Regions from separate parts of the Gossypium arboreum genome. Here region 2 is linked to region 1. A link is a contact called in public Hi-C data. All regions are on one chromosome and are shown on one strand. The core of a region is the stretch at or near the end of the contact, and the rest is flanking DNA. Distances in the headings are between cores, read along the strand shown. Region 1 holds the start of LOC108489613 (nucleoside hydrolase 3-like). Region 2 holds the start of LOC108489710 (LEC14B homolog).

What was found. Hi-C and Micro-C count contacts between places; a contact is called where the count stands out from the background.
Region 2: a Hi-C map of leaf shows a contact between it and region 1, with 4 times the contacts expected there. The contact joins the promoter of LOC108489710 here to the promoter of LOC108489613 in region 1. A contact is called at or near these places in 3 of 5 Hi-C or Micro-C datasets (all in leaf).

What each region holds. Positions count from the first base shown.
Region 1 is chr10:100,583,253-100,586,514 of ASM2569848v2, reverse strand. LOC108489613 (nucleoside hydrolase 3-like) reads left to right here and starts at 1,448. Exons shown (of 12, transcript XM_017794276.2): 1 at 1,448-1,973; 2 at 2,080-2,259; 3 at 2,395-2,505; 4 at 2,586-2,921; 5 at 3,014-3,190. The coding sequence starts at 1,791.
Region 2 is chr10:100,720,374-100,723,635 of ASM2569848v2, reverse strand. It overlaps LOC108489710 (LEC14B homolog), which reads left to right and starts at 1,510. Exons shown (of 10, transcript XM_017794415.2): 1 at 1,510-1,614; 2 at 2,184-2,678; 3 at 2,832-2,951; 4 at 3,071-3,148. The coding sequence starts at 2,298. It overlaps LOC108488552 (sugar transporter ERD6-like 16), which reads left to right. Exons shown (of 18, transcript XM_017792833.2): 16 at 4-63; 17 at 376-490; 18 at 585-1,042. The coding sequence ends at 706.

The sequences.
Region 1 (3,262 bases), core at 199-2,698:
CTTTCTGGCTCGGATCCATAGTCCCGAAACCACCGTTCCAAATAGGATCTAAATCGAGTTGTTACACTTCCCCTTTATTTTTCTCTCTTCCCGTATTCTTCACTCCAAAAATATAACATTGTGTCTAAAGGTTAAGGGTTAAAATTTTATTATTCTTGCCATCTTCAAAGAATTTTTCAATTTTAGGGTGTTGAGATATATACCTTTTTTTTTCTTTTTCTTTTTTGCAGTTGAATGAATCATATTAAAATTTAAGAGCTTTTAAATTGAATTGGCATATTAGATCCCCATGTTTTGCTGCTAAAGAAAATTTAGAATAAAACTAATAACTACACAGAACAAAAATTCTTAAGCTAAATCAAAACTTAATCTTGAATAGTAATAGAAAACTGAAAGATGAAAGAAGAGAAATAAGTAAGTAGGCAAGAACATGAAGCTAGATTGAATGCTAAGAGTAAAAAACCATAAAATCTACACTGAGAAAGCTAGGCAACAAACTAAAAAGTCACTAACTTTGGTAAGATCAAATTAAGATCTTACATAACAAAATATGAGAAACCCAGATGCTAATTTGATGCATAAAGATGAAATAACACAAGATTCAAATGAGAAAAATAATGAAAATTTACAAAAACAAAACAAAACAAAACAAAATGATGTTTTGTTAAAGAGTTGTAAGCAATATCCTTGCATGCCCAGCTAAGGAAAATCCTACAGAATTTTTTAAGAAACTGAAAGAAAAAATGAGGAATTATGAAGTGAGACAGATATGAACTGAAACATTCAAAGAAAAAGGACAAAGGAATAAAGAAAGAAGAGGAAGAGGGCGAAAAAAAGAAGAAAAAATCAAAGAGCTTTATTAATTTCTTTTTTTACTTTGGATTGAATAAAAATGATTTTGTAGTAATGAATTGACATTTGTTTAAAATTTTGATTTTAACATTTAACCTTTAGACACAATATTTTCTAGAAAAGAGAAAAATAGAGAGGAAGAAGAAAATAAAGAAAAAAATTAAATTATTCCAAAAAAATATAGTGATTAGTTGTATAATTTGATCTAAAATTTTAGTCTGATACGATGAAATAACAATCCACATCAGATTGTCGTTACACTATTAGCAACTATTAATAACTCAGTGACAATTTCGTAACAAAACGATAACCTAAGTGATTAAAATATATCATTTCAAACATAAGTGACCAAAATGTAACTTAAGACAAACAAAAGTGACTATTTTGATAGTTTATCCTATTTATATTTTACTATATCTCTTTGTATAATAGTTGTCAACCCCTAGCCTTAGCCTTATTTATAGATTCTAAAAATTCAAATATTTTCTTATATAAATACGTAAAGGATAATTTTAATTAAATTAATTCGTGATTACATCTTACACTAATTCAATTAAAATAAATAAATAATAGTAGAAATAATTTTAAAAAAATTATTGAAGGAGAAAAATTATTCAATTTTAAAATTAACAAAAATTAAAAAGGATTTGTTATTCCAATAATTCAAGTTATTCTTATTCAGGTTGAATGGAAAAAATAGTATTTGATTAACTTATCAAATTTGATTTTTGTTTCCATTTTCCAATGGAATCTCATCTGTCTCACTTCTTTCACGTGTTTCTAGTTGCGGAATCTTTGTCTATCACCGAGGCGAAGACCCCCTTTTCTCATCTCAAAACAAGTTTTAGAAACTGCTAAGAACAACATATTTGTTTGCCTTGATTCCTGGGTCTGAAACGATGCTGGTGTAGCCTCTGTTTTCAGTTCAATCAAAAGCCATGATGTGGCGGCACACAAAATCTTGGGTTGCTCTACTTCTGATTATTCAAGTTTTAGGAGCAATCTTTTACGGTGTTGAGGCCAAGCCTTTTCGAATTCTTTTGGATACAGATGTCGATACCGATGACTTCTTTGCTCTCTTCTATCTCTTGAAGCTTAATCCATCAGAATTTCATTTGGAGGTGAATTCTTTTCTGCTATATGTTGAACTAGGGCGAAAATTTAAGAGATGAAATATGCTTGGGTGCAATATGTAGACATATCATTGATAATAATTTTAATATGCAGGCAATCACAATCAACGCAAATATATGGTCTGATGCCGGGCATACTGTGAATCATATATATGACATGCTGTACATGATGAACCGTGACGACATAGCTGTCGGAGTTGGCGGCGAAGGTGGGATCCTTGACGATGGCACCATATTGCCAAATGTTGGTGGATATCTTCCTATAATTGAACAGGTTAAATCTCTCTTTTCAATCGAATCACTAGAGTTACATTTACCAACACTAGTGCACTATGTTACATGAACTCGGAAATGAGCATCAAATACGAGTTATCTGTTGTTTATGCTTAACTTCTGCTACATTTAGCAGGGGATGACAACAACTGGGTATTGTAGATATAGGCAAGCAGTTCCAGTAGGTCGAGGAGGACGATTAGATACGGACACTAACTTTGGTCTTCGAAAAGCCTTTCTTCCACAGGTAATTGTTCAATAAACATCCCAATTGGAGCTGAATTGGTGAATTGGCTAACTTTTTTATGGTTTCTTTCATGAAATCAGGGCACCAGGAAATATTCACCTCTTCAACAGCCTACTGCTCAACAAGTGATGATTGAAGCGATATCTGCAGGTCCAATTACGGTGTTCCTTATTGGAGCTCACACAAATTTTGCACTTTTTCTAATGAATAATCCACAACTTAAGAAGAATGTTGAGCATATATATGTGATGGGTGGTGGAGTGAGGTCCGAAAATCCAAACGGCTGCTGTCCCAGAAATGCTAGCTCATCTTGCCAGCCAGGGCAGTGTGGTTATCCTGGTAATCTGTTCACTGATTACAACAGTAATCCTTATGCTGAGTTCAATATCTTTGGTGATCCTTTTGCTACTTATCAGGTAACTCAAGAAATATTCATTAATAACATTAACTTCAATGTCCTTGTTAACTGATTGCGTATAGACTTGTATATCTATGGCTGATATTGCAGGTGTTTCATTCTGGTATTCCAATCACCGTTGTTCCCTTGGATGCAACAAACACCATCCCCGTAACTGAGGAGTTTTTCAGGGCATTTGAGGAGAGCCAGGGAACGTATGAGGCGGAATATTGTTTTCAGTCCTTGAAAACAAAAACAGCTTTCCGATCTTCTAATCAATCCAACACGGTATGTTTTCTGCAAAAGAGTAGGCACATCAAGGATAGGGGAAAGGGTTATGGATGGTGGGATTCAAATCCC
Region 2 (3,262 bases), core at 261-2,760, 140 kb before region 1:
CAGATTTATGTTGGATCTTTCTCAATTGGATTGGGAGCAGCTCCTTGGGTGATAATGTCTGAGGTGAGGACTAATCCCCTAATTTTTTTCATTTAAATTTTTATAATTTATAAAATTTTAAATTAGTAATAGTAAAATTATACTTTAGTCCTCTTAAAATAATAAAAATTAATTTAATCATTTAAAATTATAAAGATAGATTTATTAAAATTGTAAAATTACAATTTTATTATTATAAAATATACAATTTAATTCTGGCCCCTCTCTAAAAAAAATTTCTGACTCCACCATTGTAATTCTTTAAATTTAAAAATTAATAACCTAAATTCGAAATAACCCAAATTCTAAATGAATCCAATTTGTTTGGAGAGACAGATTTTCCCAATAAATGTAAAAGGAGTAGCAGGCAGCTTGGTGGTGCTAGTGAACTGGTTAGGTGCTTGGGCAGTTTCTTACACATTCAACTTCATGATGACCTGGAGTTCCTATGGTAAATCAATCTATTCCCCTTTCAATTTGGGCACAAAATAAATGGAAAAAATATTCTTGGATTACATAATAATGATGTAAATGATATTTTTCAGGCACATTTTATATCTACTCGGGAGTCTCTATAATAACAATCCTATTCGTAGTGAAGTTTGTCCCAGAAACTAAAGGGAAAACATTGGAAGAAATCCAGGCGTGCATCAATTCACATAGATAGATGACACAACAAATCATCATCTGCATTACTTCTTCAAAACATGCCACAAAAATACTCGGGGGAAGATGTCGGATCTTTAGTTCCATGCCCACAACTTCCCCTAATATTTGACGCCACCTAACGCAACGAAACCTGTAGTGACGTTGACGCCATGAAATTTTAACTTTTCATTTCTTTTTTTGCCTTATTTATTATATATATATATATATATATATATATATATATATGTATGTATTGTTTCATGTCAGGTTAATTAGATCCCACTTTGCTTATATATAATATTCATTTGTTGAATTCCAATTTTGAGCAGTAATATAAAGTGGAAATTTTATTCAATTTCAGGATTTCTTTTAGAAATTTATTTACGATTTTTAAAAAATATATTAGATAGTAAAATATACCAAATAATTATAATATATATTCTTATTTTTAAAATTATGTTAGAATTTTGTTTACTCAACTTTAGTTTGACGGGATGATAAGAAAAAAATCAAATAGATGAGTTTATTCAAATTATCAAATAATTTATTCAGATTTAAATTATTTAAAGTTTAAAATAGATAAAATAAAGTTTGATTATCAAATAATTTCATTACTCAAAGACTAAAACCATTTGAAACATTTTCAATTATGCTAAAACTTTGTAGTAATGAAATTGAAAATTAATTATTTGGAATAATATATTTATTTTGAGAATTAATTATCATTTTAACAAAGCGGCCGAGTTTTCAAACGCAACATCAAGCGCGTGTTCTCACAACACATGATCATTATCTAGCACGTGTCCTTCATCTCACTGTATTATCACATATATCTCCAGAAAATAGACAAAGCGAGTATAAAATAAGAGTTCAATCAATCAAATTTCTTTTAGGATCGGCTCTCACATTTGGCTAATCGAATTGGAGGTTTGACACGATTTTTTTTTTGTCTCTTCAATTTTTCTTTCTAAATTTTATTCTAGTTTGGTTGATGAAAAAATGAAGTAAATATTGAGGAACCCAAAAGATTTCACTGTTTTATTTGGATATATTTTTTTTCTATCTTCTAGTTTTTAGTGTGTCATTTGATTGGACTGATTCAATTCACTTCGTTTTCTATATTTGATCCAAAAAAAAAAAAGAAGAAGAAAAATATGTGTTTATTTCCTCTTGTGCATATGGAATTTGAATTGTTGTACTATGATTGTAAATGGTGATGATTTCAAAGTTTGACTCTTATCACTTTCTCTTGTTTTTCTCAACAATTGGAAAAATGATTCTCTTTTAGCAATTTCACTTGAATTGGAGCTTTCTCCAAAGTTTCATCTCATGAGACTTACTAGTATTAATTTCACTTGAGAAATACTTTGAATATCTAAAACTGCATTTTGATTAGCCCTATGTGACTTTTAATTCTGATAGTTTAAATGTTAATGGAGCAAATTACATCTTAGATTTTAATTGTTTGTGTTGTTGAAGAGTGTCACTGTTTGCAGGGTTGACAAAGGACATAACTGAGTTGCAGATTTTACAGTGATATGAAAGGCTTTGATTTTGCTGTTTTAGGTGAAAATTATATATCTGGTGAAATCTAGGTAGTTTGTTACATAATGAGTAGGTTTCGGAAGAATGTTGATGCTTGTAATGATGGGAATGCCCCTAAAGGATATTGTGCAAATCAAGATTATAGTGAGGATTCTGATTATCTTGTTCATGATATTGCTCAACACACAAACCTTAGGTCAGGACCCCATGAACTTCTCTCCCGAGGTGTTCTGGGAAAGCGGAAATTACCTGTTTCCCCGGTCAAAATGTTGGTCGGGCGAGAGGGTAATTTTACAGGTAGAGGGAGATTTTCATCAGCTGATGGTTGCCATGTTTTAAGTCGGTATTTGCCTGTCAATGGTCCCAGGTGCTTGGACCGGCTTCAAAGTCGAGCATATGTGTCACAGTTTTCAGCTGATGGTTCTCTTTTTGTTGCTGGATTCCAGGTATTGTTTCATTCCTTGGGCTATAGGTGAAATACAGAAATACTGATCACTTGTGTATTTGTTGGCTCACTGATTGTATAGCTTTACTTAGCTGAAGTTTTTATGATCTTATTCTTTGGTCTTTGACTGATTTTACACTTTTTGACGAGGCAGAAAAGTCAAATTAGGATATATGATGTGGAAAGGGGCTGGAAAGTTCAGAAGAACATCCTGGCAAAAAGCTTGAAATGGACAATTACTGATACCTCTCTTTCACCGGATCAGCATTTTCTTGTAAGTGTGTTATTGCCTGTTAGCTTAATCTTTTTAGTTACTGACATTCTTTGGTTATATTGCCCCACTTCCCTCTTTCTTTTGTTTCATCCCATTTAACTTAATTGCTTATATTGCAGGTGTATTCTAGTTTATCCCCTGTTGTTCACATTGTGAATGTCAGATCTGCTGCCTCAGAGTCGATTGCAAATATTACGGTATCTTCTACAAGTGTTTCTAATTTAAAGAATCTATACGTTATTAGCATATCGACTAGTTTAAGTGTTATTGCAAACATACATGTCCACTTTTGCCAAATAAAATAAACACTG